Regions from separate parts of the Mus musculus genome. Here region 1 is linked to region 2. A link is a contact called in public HiChIP or PLAC-seq data. All regions are on one chromosome and are shown on one strand. The core of a region is the stretch at or near the end of the contact, and the rest is flanking DNA. Distances in the headings are between cores, read along the strand shown. Region 1 overlaps Ston2 (stonin 2). Region 2 overlaps Tshr (thyroid stimulating hormone receptor).

Region 1 (6,592 bases), core at 724-3,223, 220 kb before region 2:
CTGAGTTTCCTCTCTGGGCTCGCCGAGTGCCGCTTGGGCCTCAATGACATCCTCATCAAAGGGAACGAAATCGTTTCCCGGCAGGACATCATGCCCACCACCACCACCAAGTGGATCAAGCTCCACGAGTGCCGTTTCCACGGGTGCGTGGACGAGGACGTGTTTAACAGTTCCCGGGTTATTCTGTTCAACCCTTTGGACGCATGCCGGTTTGAGCTCATGAGGTTTAGGACCGTATTTGCCGAGAAGACCTTGCCCTTCACACTCAGGACCGCAGCGAGCATTAACGGGGCGGAAGTAGAGGTGCAGAGCTGGCTGAGGATGTCCCCCGGCTTCTCCTCTAACCGCGACCCTCTCACTCAGGTTCCCTGTGAGAACGTAATGGTCCGCTACCCAGTGCCCAGCGAGTGGGTGAAAAACTTCCGCAGGGACAGCGTTCTAGGGGAAAAGTCTTTGAAAGCCAAAGTGAACCGGGGGGCAAGTTTTGGTTCTGCCGGTGCCTCTGGCTCCGAGCCCGTCATGAGAGTAACTCTGGGAACGGCCAAGTATGAGCACGCCTTCAACTCCATTGTGTGGAGGATAAACCGGCTGCCAGACAAGAACTCAGGTAGGTAGGGATTCTCATCTCTGGATACAACCACTGAGACTGCTTAGGAGGTGGAGTCAACCTCCTATAGACTAATAGGCCTGTGTGTAGCATTTAGTTAGAATGTATGGTGGTGGTAATAGGGAGGGGAGAAAAGGAGACTAGAAAGGTCCATGTATAGTTATAACCATGACCTAGTATATGTCTTCTGTTTCCAGCCTTACCATTCTCATCTCCCATAAAATATATTTATTATACTACTCAGCAGGGCAGCTAAATAACTGTCCAGGGTAGCCTCTGAACTGCGGGCACGTGTTCCGTGTTCTTGTGTGGTGTGTGTGTGCAAATGCACGTGTGCATATGTGTGGAGGCTGGAGACTGTCATCAGATGCCATTCCTAGGGTGCTAGCCACCCTGTTTGTGAAAAAGATTCTCTCACTGGCCTGGACTCAGTTTACCAGTTTGGCTCAATTGGCCGCCCAGTAAGCCAAGTGATCCACCTGTCTTTGTTCCTCCTCCTGATGGTTTGTGTGTTTTGTTGTTTTAGTTATTTTACTATTTTATGTATGGGCTTTGGGGCTGCATGCATGTCTGTGCACCCGTGCATGCGCATGCATTGCCTGCAGCAGCCAGAAGAAGGTGTCAGATCCCAAGGAACTGAAATTACAGAGGCGTGTGGCTCACCGTGCAAGTGGTAGCAATAAAACCCTGGTTCTCTGCAAGAGCAGCCAGGGCACTCAGCCTCTGAGCCGCGTCTCCAGCCCAGCCCCAGCTCTGGGATTATCTGCAGGCAACACCACCCCTGGCTCTTTCACCTGACATCACCTTCAGGTTCTTGTGAAAGCATTTTTACTTGTTCAAGCTCTGTTGAAGTTTTGTTCTTCTGGAACTCTAAATTAAAATATTAGCTGAGGTACTAGAGGCAATTCCTTCCGAGATCGCAGAGCGTGTGCGTTCTGAAGAGGAACCTTCCCAACGACCCCCAGTCATATGCTCAGGGTACGTGAGAACTGAGCCTTCCGCAACCAGCTACTGTCGGTCATAATATCTCAGACCCAGAGTTTGGTTTTGGGACTCATGATGGAAAAGAGATTAAATAGCCAGGGTATCAAGATCCAAAGGGCTGGCGTTCCAGCAGACAGAAAGTAAAGCAAGGAGTAAGAAAGTAAACCAACTTCCCAGCCTAGCTGTCCTGCTCCCAGCCAGAGGCTGGGCTACTGTGTCTGAGGGAGTTACTAGCAAGACTTCTTGACTGACAAAACAAGGCAGCAGTAACAGCTTTATTTTTGGAGTATGTCAAAGTGACCTCAGTGGCCCGCAACAAGCCCTTAAACCACTCCTCTTGTCTGCAATAAGCCATGCCCATCTGTTAAGGAAAGTGGATTAGCTAGTCAGAGGAGAAGGAGGAGGGAAAAAAAAAATACTGGCTTGAAACTGCCCATGCCTTCTCACACTACCTCTGCTAAACTATTGCTGTGTGTTCAGGGTGTTGTGCTACAAGTGTGGATTGGTTGTATTATCATATCTTAAATGGAATTTGATGAGATAGCAAGAGTCTATTCAACTCCCAAGGCTGCCCAGAAAGTAGGCAACCTCCACCCACTCACCACCCACCCGGCAACCCGGCCTTCTGTGTCAGACACTGGGTGTGGCAGTACAAACTGAAGAGACAGTCAGACCTCTGTGCTGAAGGCTGGGGCGGCCACCCTGGGTTTTCAAACAGTATTCTGCCCTGTACTCGCTTCCTCCTTTCTCCCCTGCTCAGCACTGGGCTCTCCTGGTGCTTAGGTACTTGCTGGCTCGGCCACTGGGGCCCATCTCACTTGACATTGGAAATGAGAAGCCCTGAATTCTCCTGTGGCACAAAAGCCCTGGGGAAGAGACCAAGGTGAGAGGACCGGGCTCTCAAGCTGGGACCTCAGATGAGAGGCTGAGATCTGACGGATGACACTACTCACCTGAAGTCACAAAAGCACATACAAGGGTCTCTCTCTCTCTTTTTTTTTAAGATTTATTTTATTTATATGAGTATACTGTAGCTGTTTCCAGACAGACCAGAAGAGGGCATTAGATCCCTTTACACATGAACTACCATGTGGGTGCTGGGATTTGAACTCAGGACCTTTGGAAAAACAGTCAGTGCTCTCAACCACTGAGCCATCTCTCCAGTCTCCCAAGGGTTTTTGGTTTTTTGGTTTTTGGTTTTTTCAAAACAGGGTTTCTCTGTGTATCCCTGGCTGTCCTGGAACTCACTCTGTAGACCAAGCTGGCCTCGAACTTAGAAATCCACCTGCCTCTGCTTCCCAAGTGCTGGGATTAAAGGCGTGTGCCACCACTGCCCAGCCAAGGGTCTCTTCTTTTTTATTTATTTATTTTTTTATTTGGTATTTTCTTCATTTATATTTCCAATACCACAGGTCCTCTTTATAGATGAAGCCAAATAAATACACACCTCAAATAATCTGCACCCTGGAAACAAAGATTTGTAGCTTCCCAATGTGTGCAAATAATGTCAAAGTGACTTAAAATACTCAAAAGCACCATGTGGAGAATTTTAGTTTTATGCAACAAAGGCTGACCTTAAATGCAGTTGGAGTAGAGGTCTTCAGGATGAGTAGGTCATTGAACTAAGGAAAGGTTAAAGTCAGACATCAGAAAAGATAGCTCCGAAACAGCGCTAGTCACAGAAACTACCAGTCATCTCCTCGGTACAGCCATGGAGACAATTTTTTTGTCATCATTTTTGGTCCTTGGGCCACTTGGCTCAAGTTGACAAGTGACCTGAGCAATCAAGATGGCAGACAGTGCCAGAGAGGATTATTGTCCTAAAGGAGAGAGAAGAAAGGATTGCTAACCAAAAGAAACGGACTATGAATAGAGGGTAGGGAGACAGCAAACAGATATTCAGCAAATGCTTCTGTAGTGCTTCCCGACAGAGAGTGCTCCATAGACTGAGGCCAAGGGAGTGGCTGATTGGGAGTCACACCCACTATTACTTTACTACCATCGTTATGCAGGGGTCGAGACAGGGCTTCTCTGTGCAGCCCTGGTACTCTGTAGAGCAGGCTGGCTTCGAACTCAAATCCCCCTGTCTCTGCCTCTCAAGTGCTGGCATTAAAGACATGCCAGCTGTTAATTTCTCGCTGGGACTAACAGAGTGTGACACTACTGCCTAGTGACGTCAGCCTGAATGTTAATGCTGAATTTCATCAAGAAAGACCTGTTAACATATAGATATGCTTATCTTTATAACCATGAATTGAACCATTCGAGTTTTAAAATGGTTTTGCCCTAACTGTCCACCACACTTACACATTCGATAGCCAAAGCTAGGAATCCAAGAGAAGATTCGACTTTCAGAGTTCCTATGAGTATTCTCTGAGACAATCAGAGAAGGAAGTCACCTTTTAAAAAGAGAAACCACTGGGTGGTGGTGGCACACACCTTTAATCTCAGCACTCGGGAGGCAGAGGCAGATGGATTTCTGAGTTCAAGGCCAGCCTGGTTTACAAAGTGAGTTCCAGGATAGCCAGGGCTACACAGAGAAACCCTATCTTGAAAAACCAAAAAAAAAAAAAAAAAAGAGAGAGAGACAGAGAGAAACCATTTCTCAATATTCCAGAAATGTCCATGAATGCTAATTAGAAAGAAACAAATATTCAGGTCCCTATCTGAGTTAAGAGGCCTTCCACACCGTAGTGAACAGCTTCCGAGGCAGCGCACCGAGTATGCAGGACCTGGTTTGACGTTGGTGAGATCTGAATTGTATTCTTGGTGCTGCTGCTTAATGGTGGTGTGCCCTCATGCAATTGACCTAGCCTTGTCAGAGAGATCTAATTTTTCTCATTTACGAGATAGGGTTATTAGTACCTAGCTCATTCAGAGTGAAATTGGGGAATGCTTTTCAGTGTGAAGCACAGTTTTCATAGAGATGACAAATGACAGCTCTGTAATTAGTCCGTGGCACCCAAAACAATAGATTGAACAGATGTGTTTTCAGATACCATCAAGTTCTGATTAATTTATGTGTGTGTGTGTGTGTGTGTGTGTGTGTGTGTGTGTGTGTATTAGTTTCTGTTCCTTTCCTAAAAGCCAGTGCAAATTTTTCTGTTAAATATCCTAGCCTTACTCTTTAGAAATAACCATTAAATTATGCTACATCTGCGAAAAACAAATACCTCACTCTGGAGTGATTTCCTTGGAGAGAGGGTGTGCGTCTCCTGACTCTCCGAGATTGAAAAACCCTGCCCAGAGCAATAAAGGAAATTGAAATTGTTGACTCGAAGAGGCAGAGAAGAGTTATACCATCAGTCAAAGCCACATCACAGTTTATCTGTAGTCATCTGCCGCCTCTCATCTCTACACTGTCATCCTGCAACCTGGTCTCCATGTTTCAGGGGCCATGAAATTATGACTCAGACAAAGGGGTAGCAGGCCACAGTCACAGCTCTGACACTTTTCTTCGCTGTGACCCCCTGAACCCTCCTCAGCCACCCTAAGACAGTGGTTCGGCAGATCAGATCATTGGTCCAGTGCACTGTGTCCCCCCAGTTTTCCTGTGTGCTGTCCATAACTCTGTCACTTTCATACATCACCCACCCGCAGAAACATGCCCGAGGCACCTCTGAAAATACAAAATGCTATTAGGAGAATTCATCTTATAAAGGAGAGCAGTTTGCTCCAGGCGGCTGTCGCTGATGGTTTCTTGGGTGCCAAGTGCTAATCTCATCTGCTCATTCTTCCAGTCTCAGGCCTCTTTCTTAGTGTTTGTGCTGTGTCCGCACAGCCAGCCCTTGGATCTAAACAGTCATAAAAGCCTATTTCTCAGGCTGTGGACTTTTTTTCCCATTTGTTTTTTTGTTTGCTCTCATTTTTACAAATGATGTTTAATCACCTTGGTACTTCTTTTTATTTATTTATCTTCTATTTTATGTGCATTGGAGTTTTGCCTGCATGTCTGTCTGTGTGAAGGGGTCGGCCCTCCTGGAACTGGAGTTAGAGAGAGTTGTGAGCTGCCGTGAGGGCGCTGAGAACTGAAACTAGGGTCTTCCATAAGAGCCGCCATTGCTTTTAACCACTGAGCCCTCTCTCTCTAGCCTCCATGGACTGTGGCTTTTATGCTGGTGTCCAGGCTGCTGTAATCAAGAGGCACAGGATGAAAGGGTCTGAGGCTCTCAGAGCCTGATGTCTGGGGAAGCGCCTGATTGGACCCTCAGCAAGCAGCCAGGCTCGGAGCCTGCAGCGTTAGCAGGGTGGCGCATTAGCCTCCTTTCCCTTTTCATTTCCTCCTCAAAGGACTTAACGTCTGGATGCTTTCTTTCTGTTGCAGCTTCTGGCCACCCACACTGTTTCTTTTGCCACCTTGAGCTTGGCTCTGACCGGGAAGTGCCTTCCAGATTTGCCAACTATGTAAACGTTGAGTTCAGCATGCCCACGACTTCTGCCTCCAAAGCAGCCGTGAGATCCGTGTCTGTGGAGGACAAGCCTGACGTCAGGAAGTGGGTCAATTATTCTGCACACTACAGCTACAAGGTAGCCTGGAGAGGGCTTCCCGCTGAGGTGTCCAAGCCCATTTGTCTGCCCCGCCCCTCCCCCCACTCCTTCCAGCAGATGCTTCTTATATAGGCCCTTTACATTCATAGCTGTGGGTGAATCTGCTCTGACTTTAATGAAATAATCCCTCGCGGGTAAGAGAGAAACTAGGCAAAAACTTAAGGGGCTGATGAGAATGTATTATCTGACGTAAATAGCAGCACAAAGAACAGTGGGACGAAGCGGGACCTGGTCCCATCTGTGGTAAGATTTCTGCTTTGGAGGGATTGATCTTGGAAATGGGGGCAGGGAGGGCTGGGAACATGATAAGCTGAAGCAAATATTTCGTCTACGGGAGTTGTGTATCAGAACCCAGCAGAGGCACTGGACTGTAGGAGTGCAAACTTAAAAGCCAAACCCTTTCACAGTGATAATGGGATCGAGACTGGGGGGGGGGGGGTTTCAGTCAAAACT
Region 2 (7,095 bases), core at 3,666-6,165:
GGAGTAAACTCTTCACTACAAGCATTCAAAGGAAGAATGCTTTTCAGTGGTGTTCAGAGATTCTTATACTAAGGAAGGGGTTAATGAATTCCTCTTCCAGTACTCTGAGAGTCCCCAAGAATTAGCCTATACCTGTCTTTTCTCCCAAGTCATGCAATATCCTCCAATGTGGGTACCAGAAGAAAATTCTTGTTGATGCTAGGATGCCAGTTGTTTAAACAATTATGCAGCCAATGCATATGTGTTTTTGATGAAGACGGTCATCCTGAGACTGCCTATTTACTTACTCATGGACATGCACTTTTGGAAATCAAAATATGTAGTAGGTATAAATCAACCCAAGCCACGAGGCTTTCCAACAGGGTATGATTGCAAAAGATGCAAAAATTCTTATAGCCAAGAAGAGGAAATGTCAGCAGAATTCATTATCCTTGTAGAACCCACCCTTTGGTTCTCCTCTGATGCTATTGCATGAACTTTTTGGGGTTTGTTTGGTTTGGTTGTTTAGTGGTCTCTGAGGTTAAAACAATGAGTCTCTCATTTGTTACATTTTTCTTTCCAAAACCAATTTGTGCTTTATTATTTAAAAAAAGACGTTACTACACTCATTAACTTTGAGTCACTGGAAGCTCATTTTTTAACTTTTCCAGTACCCACCAAACCTGTAATTCTTGCATCAATATTGGCTATCTAGAATGTCCTTTTTCACCTTATGACACCCACCAACTTGAATTATTTCACCAGTAGCTGCTGTCCAGAATGCATATTTAAGGAACTCGTGATGAATGACCAATTTGTCTTGTTCAGCTGGTGCCTCTGCAATGGTAGTACTCAAATGACACTGAATCCAACATATAGATCTAGCAAGTCCAGAGCACCTGCTCCCACAGTGCTCTCCACTCAGTGCCCTTCACATCTCCACGTCACAGTGCACATGCACACACATTTGAGAAACAGACTCCCAGGAGAATAAAAGCAGCCTCCTGGTTGTTTTAAGCTGCAGAGGTCAGGGCAAAGGCCAGGTCCCATCTCTCCATTTTAAGCTGCTTCACAATTCCTTAGGTTTAAAAAAAAAAGATTGATTGATTGATTGATTGATTGATTGATTGATTTTCTATGTGAGGGTGTCAGATCCCTTGGAACTGGAGTTACAGACAGTTGTAAGCTGCCATGTGGTTGCTGGGAATTGAATCTGGATCCTCTGGAAGAGCAGCCCACGTGCTCTTAACTGCTGAGCCATCTCTCTAGTCCCACCCTGACAATTTCTTAGTTTTATGCGTAACAAATGGATACCAGGGCAGTTTATAATGATGTCCACGTTGTCTTTGACTTACTGGTTCTTGGACCTATAATTTTTTATTTTTATGATAGAAAATGTAGAAAGTGTACTTTAAAACTTTTTCCAGGCTAGTGAACACTCTGATTATTCTTTTTCATGATTCTGAATAATAAGACAATAGCTCTCATCCAACCATGACGGGGCAGTGCCTGGAATCCAGCAGCACAGAGTCACTGGGCTACGTGAAGAGTGGGAGGTTCACAAAGGGCGTTTTTCACTGTGATGTTTTTGATTTGCAGAGGATGGGTTGGTACAGCCCCATAGACGCTGAGGACTGTCAGTGATGACAGCTGCTTTCACTCTAAAGGACAAGAAGATGGATTCCAAGTGTCAGAGAGGGCAGAATGAGGGGTGGAAGGCTTCCCAGGTAGATGGATAGCATCTCATAGGACAGTCCAGACAAACAGATGCATCAAAGTTTAAGAAGGATGGATATGACCTCTAAATGCCTTCTAATGCTTTCCAAGCAACATTGCTCCCTGAGAGTCAAGACAAAGAGAGCGGGAAAGGCAGTTAACTGGGGTATGGAGAGGAGAGGCTGAACACTGAACACTCACTGGAAGAAGCAAATAAAAGACACAGACCTGCTTTCTCTTGCCATTTTGCCATAAGATACACATAACTTGGCTCCCGACTCTAACCCAAGATCATATTGATAATGGGATTGTATGGGTCTGTATATTGTTTACCTACCTAATAAACACCTTCACACCTTATTTCATTTGATCTTTGGAAATAACATAATGCTGTTCTCATTTCTTTCCTTTTTTCTTTTTATTAGATATTTTCTTTATTTACATTTCAAATGCTATCCCGAAAGTTCCCTATACCCCCGCCCTGCTCCCCTACCCACTCACTCCTACTTCTTGGCCCTGGCATCCCCTGTACTGGGGCTTATAAAGTTTGTAAGATCAAGGGGCCTCTCTTCCCAATGATGGCCGACTAGGCCATCTTCTGATACATATGCAGCTAGAGACATGAGCTCTGGAGGTACTGGTTAGTTCATATTGTTGTTCCACCTATAGGGTTACAGACCCCTTTAGCTCCTTGGGTACTTTCTCTAGCTCCTATATTGGGGGCCCTGTGTTCTATCCTATAGATGACTGTGTGCATCCACTTCTGTGTTTGCCAGACACTGGCATAGTCTCACTTGAGATAGCTATATCAGGGTCCTTTCAGCAAAATCTTGCTGGCATATGCAATAGTGTCTGGGTTTGGTGGCTGATTATGGGATGGATCCCTGGGTGGGCTAGTATCTGGATGGTGCATCCTTTCGTCTTAGCTCTAAACTTTGTCTCTGTAACTCCTTCCATGGGTGTTTTGTTCCCTAGCCTAAGGAGGAATGAAGTATCCACACTTTGGTCTTCGTTCTTCTTGATTTTCTTGTGCTTTGCAAATTGTATCTTGGGTATTCTAAGTTTCTGGGCTAATATCCACTTATCAGTGAGTGCATATCAAGTGACTTCTTTTGTGATTGGGTTACCTCACTAAGGATGATATCCTCCAGATACATGCATTTGCCCAAGAATTTCATAAATTCATTCTTTTTAATAGCTGAGTAGTACTTCATTGTGTAAATGTATCACACTTTCAGTATCCATTCCTTTGTTGAGGGAAATCTGGGTTCTTTCCAGCTTCTGGCTATTATAAATAAGGCTGCTATGAACATAGTGGAACATGTGTCCTTATTACCAGTTGGAACATCTTCTGGGTATATGCCCAGGAGAGGTATTGTTGGATCTTCCGGTAGCTGTTCTCATTTCTTAAAAACAAAGCAAAACAACAAACAAACAAACAAACAAACAAACAAAAAACCAAAACAACTCAGGGCTTAAATGGCTGTGTTGGGATTAAGGCGTTGGGGAGAAAGATGAGTCCCATCACCTATAGGTGACAAAGCAGACTCTGCCAATCACATCGCCCCTCCCCACCCCAGTCTCAGCTCTACTCTATACAGAAAGAGAAAACCTCATTTGATGTTGTGAGCTTTAGTTTCTCTCATCTTTAATAAAAGGATTTTTAAAAAAATGCTATGTGTAGGAGTGTTTACCTGCATGTGTGTCTGCGTACTCTGTGCATGTCTGATGACCTCAGAGGTGAGAAGAAGGTATCGGTTCCAGATGGCTGTAAACCACGTGTGGGTTCCAGAAACTGCACCTAGGCCCTCAGCAAGAGCAGCGAATGCCCCTAAACACTAAGCGATCTTTTCAGTCCCAAGCTAACTTTTAAAATTAGGAGCTAAAGAGGTAAAAAGGAGTTGGGAGAAGGGGAAGTTACTATTCGTGCTTACCTCACAGGACCTTTGGAAGTGGGGACAGTAACGGTTAAATGACATGTACAGTTCAAAATACCTACAAGATGGGGTTATTTTTCTTAACCGGTGAGAACCGGCTTTTGAGTCAGAAAGTTCTCTCTAGCTTGTGTCCTTGATTGAATTCTTCACCAAGCCCTCTATTTCTTCCTCTGTAGGTGGGAACAATGAAACCTACCAGTAAGGGCTGATGTGAGGATTAACTACACCACACACATAAACACACATACACATACATACACACACAGACACACATACATACACACATGTACATAATACACATACATACATATACTCACACATACATACACGGACACAGACACATACACACACAGACACAAAAGACACCCACACAGAAGCATGCACACATAAAAACACACATGCATACACACACACACAAATGCACAGAGAGAGTAAGAAAGCAAGAGCAAGCCAGGGAGCAAGTGAGCAAGAAAGACAGGGGAAGGGGAAGGAGAGGGGGAGGGGGAGGGGATGGGGGGAGAGAGATTAGTGACTGAGGCAGGAGCCAGGATTACTATCACTACTGCATCTTTACAGTGGAAGAAACAAACTGGGTAATTTAATAATTCGACACTCCACAAACCAGTGTTGTCTTAAACAGTTTTGGAGAGAGCTTATTTTCTTTTTCTCCCCATCTCATTAACCATCCATGGATCCATAGAATCAATTTATTTAGGGTTTCGAAAAACAAGAGCCACTGAGCTGTTAAGAGAAATTTGTACGAAAGAGACTTTCCGTTCTCAAAAGATCTTAGGCGAGAGACTAGTTTCCTACTGGTGTGCAGACAGAACCCAGGCTTTCCCCAGTAAGTCTCTTGTGGGGCTCTTTCTGGATGAGCACCCGGACAACAAACAGTGAGAGCGGAGGAGAGGAGCCGTCATCGGTGGACCGAAGCCAGCAAAGCTCATGAAGGCCTTGAGCCTGTGTCTACTGTGTATTCTTAATGTATAAAAACCACAAGGTGGGGCAGGCAAGCAAGCATGGTTAGGTCAGCAGACTGTCCATTGTTTCTGCTCTTTCTCTGGGTCATTCAGCTCCAGTTATCTGAAATCACGCTTGGCGAATAGGCAGCACAAAGAGTGCCTTAAGCAAAGCACTAAATAAGTCAATAAACCACCATCTAAAAGATCGGTCTTTTCTACCTCCAACTTGAACAGCACTTCTTCCTGCAGAGAGCAGACCTGAATTCACAGAGACTTCCTGGTGCACCCAGGAAGACACTGGGGGAGCTGAGGCGTCTTCTGGGGCTCCCTCTGCTGGTTAGTTGAAGGCTTCATTTGGCAGAGCAAAGCTCTGCGGGATGCTCTCCAAATTAACAAGATATGGTCAGAGAGAGGTAGAAAATTAACAGTGATAAATCCTGGGAGTCTAGGTCATCATGTAGCCCAATAATTCATTTAAAAGTGATTCAAATCTCAGAGGAAAGAGGTGGCTTATTGGTAAAGCAAAGGCTATCAGAATGCTCAAATAAGGCTTCTGGGTTTGTTGTTGGGGCCTTGGGATTTAATTGACATTTCACAGACAGGAACAAGAATTGTTGATTCAATTTCTGCTGATGTCTTTATTTAATTCGATCCTTTTAACAGAACACTATAACTTCTTGCATAGAATGTAGGTTATTTATAAGGGCACAAAAAGTATTTTTTTTTTAACTGATGGATATTAAAGGAGAATAGACTAGAATAGAATTCTCTATTTTTTAAATAAAGAATTTAGATCAAATCAAGCAGAACCAACAAGGAACTGAGTTTTGGGATCGTTTCCTTTTAAGACTTGCACAAAGCACATAGACATTCCAGGAAATCATGTTACTTTCTCTGCAGAACATCCTACACAGGGAAATGGAAATGGATAATGTCTGATTTATATATAGACTGCTTAGCCCGAGCGAGAAGGGTCCCAGTTATCTGGCTGTGTGGTATGGATGCGATGACATCCTTTGGAGAGCAGAGAGAAGGCAGAGCAGCAGCTCCCAGAGTGAATGAGGCTGCACCTTCAGGTTGGAAATGTTTGCGAGGTGGGTGAACTGGTTCTCACCCCAGTGTCTGTGGCGAGTTGTGAATAGTGCAGCCTAATTGCAATTTATGTAGGGATAGCCTTAGCCCCTGTAACAGTTACTTTTCTGTTACTGTGATAAGACAGCATAATCAAGGCAACCTGTAGAAGGTAAGGTTTATCTGGGGGTATGGTTCCAGAGGAGTAAGAAGAGTCTGTCGCCATTACCGTGGGGGAGGTTCAGCTGCAGGCAAGCCTGGCAGCTGGGGCATTCCAATGAGAGCTCCCATCATAAGGAGCAAGCAGGGGAAAGAACCGAAAATGGCTCATGGCTTGGAAGCCTCACACCATGTTCCCACTGATAGACGTCTTCCAGGAAAGCCATACTTTCTACCCCTCCTCAAACAGTTCCACCACCGAGGGGCCAAGTATTCAAATATCAGAGCCTGTGACGGACATTCTCATTCCAACCACCACACCCACTAAATAGCCATTCCTTGCCTACTGGGCAGACCCTAGCATCCTGTAACCAGTAGATACAAACCTTTTGGGATACATTAACAAAACCATAGGTTCTGCCAACCAAGAAACTACGAGTCATCAGCCAACACGGAAAGCTCATAGGATTTTTCCACTTTGCTGTAGCCACTTCGGTTTCCACAAAGGTTATCTGAAAAGCGCCTTGTTTCATGACCTTTCCCTCCTCTCCGTTATTATAAAAACACTCCATGAACGTGCTTTGACACCAGAACATGAATTTGGCTCTTAGGCTATTGTGCTATTTTGTTATGGTCCCACATTTATTTCCCCCCAAGTCCCAGGATTCCACATGTTGACATATTGTGCCCTTACGGACTTGTGGACTGGGTCACAAGTTAGAGCTGTGGGCTGTAACCATGCTGTCGCTGTGGGATGTAGCCTTGCGGTCTTCTTGGTGTCAGTTCACTTAGAGCAGGTCCCATACCATGTGCCATCTGCTACCTGTCTACAGGCACTCCTGTCAGTTTGCAGACTGTCAAACGAACCTTTGTGAGCTCATTTGTCATCATTGGCTAACACGCCCTCTGGCAGTCACATTATCCTTTAGTTGCCCTTGCTCTGCTCTAAACTTGGCTTTTTAATGCCCCCCTCACGCTAAAGTTTATCCTTAATCCCTAGACTTTTCTTTTCCCCTCTCCTCGCTAGGATCTGCAATAAAATCCGGGAAGAGTGGCAGTGTTAACGATAAAATGAAGCATAATCTCTTCATCTGTCACTATTAATTATCTTCAAGTTTTGTTCTCCACCGACAAAATTTGTTTCTTTTCTTCCTCTTTCTAAATGGACCCAGACCTGGTTATTGAACGTCTGGACTGTGATTTTTTTTTTTTTTAAGAAAAATATTCAGGGTGTCTTGAAGTGTTACACGAGTTCTCAAGTCTGCTCTCTG

Evidence for each region. HiChIP or PLAC-seq counts read pairs in DNA pulled down with a chosen protein or histone mark.
Region 1: an H3K27ac HiChIP or PLAC-seq map of extraembryonic endoderm stem cells shows a contact between it and region 2, with 4 times the contacts expected there. The contact joins two enhancer-like sites. A contact is called at or near these places in 2 of 15 datasets of contacts at CTCF or cohesin (the NIH/3T3 cell line and pro-B cells), 7 of 484 Hi-C or Micro-C datasets (the Ba/F3 cell line, the STO cell line, embryonic stem cells and 3 more), 3 of 115 datasets of contacts at active chromatin or transcription factors (embryonic hindbrain, extraembryonic endoderm stem cells and stem cell-derived neural progenitor cells) and 1 of 9 other capture datasets (embryonic stem cells).

The regions. Positions count from the first base shown.
Region 1 is chr12:91,641,247-91,647,838 of GRCm38.p6, reverse strand. Ston2 (stonin 2) reads left to right here. Exons shown (of 7, transcript NM_175367.6): 5 at 1-607; 6 at 5,916-6,118. Among named protein-coding and RNA genes, the nearest start is that of Gm16876, 37 kb to the left of the region's middle. Within about 2 kb of position 1,973, at least 32 of the 459 cell types and tissues checked have an H3K27ac peak or open chromatin away from gene starts, as enhancers often do. A contact at or near this core is called in extraembryonic endoderm stem cells, where this site is marked.
Region 2 is chr12:91,421,136-91,428,230 of GRCm38.p6, reverse strand. The region is part of intron 1 of Tshr (thyroid stimulating hormone receptor); the gene reads right to left. Among named protein-coding and RNA genes, the nearest start is that of Tshr, 24 kb to the right of the region's middle. Within about 2 kb of position 4,915, at least 18 of the 459 cell types and tissues checked have an H3K27ac peak or open chromatin away from gene starts, as enhancers often do. A contact at or near this core is called in extraembryonic endoderm stem cells, where this site is marked.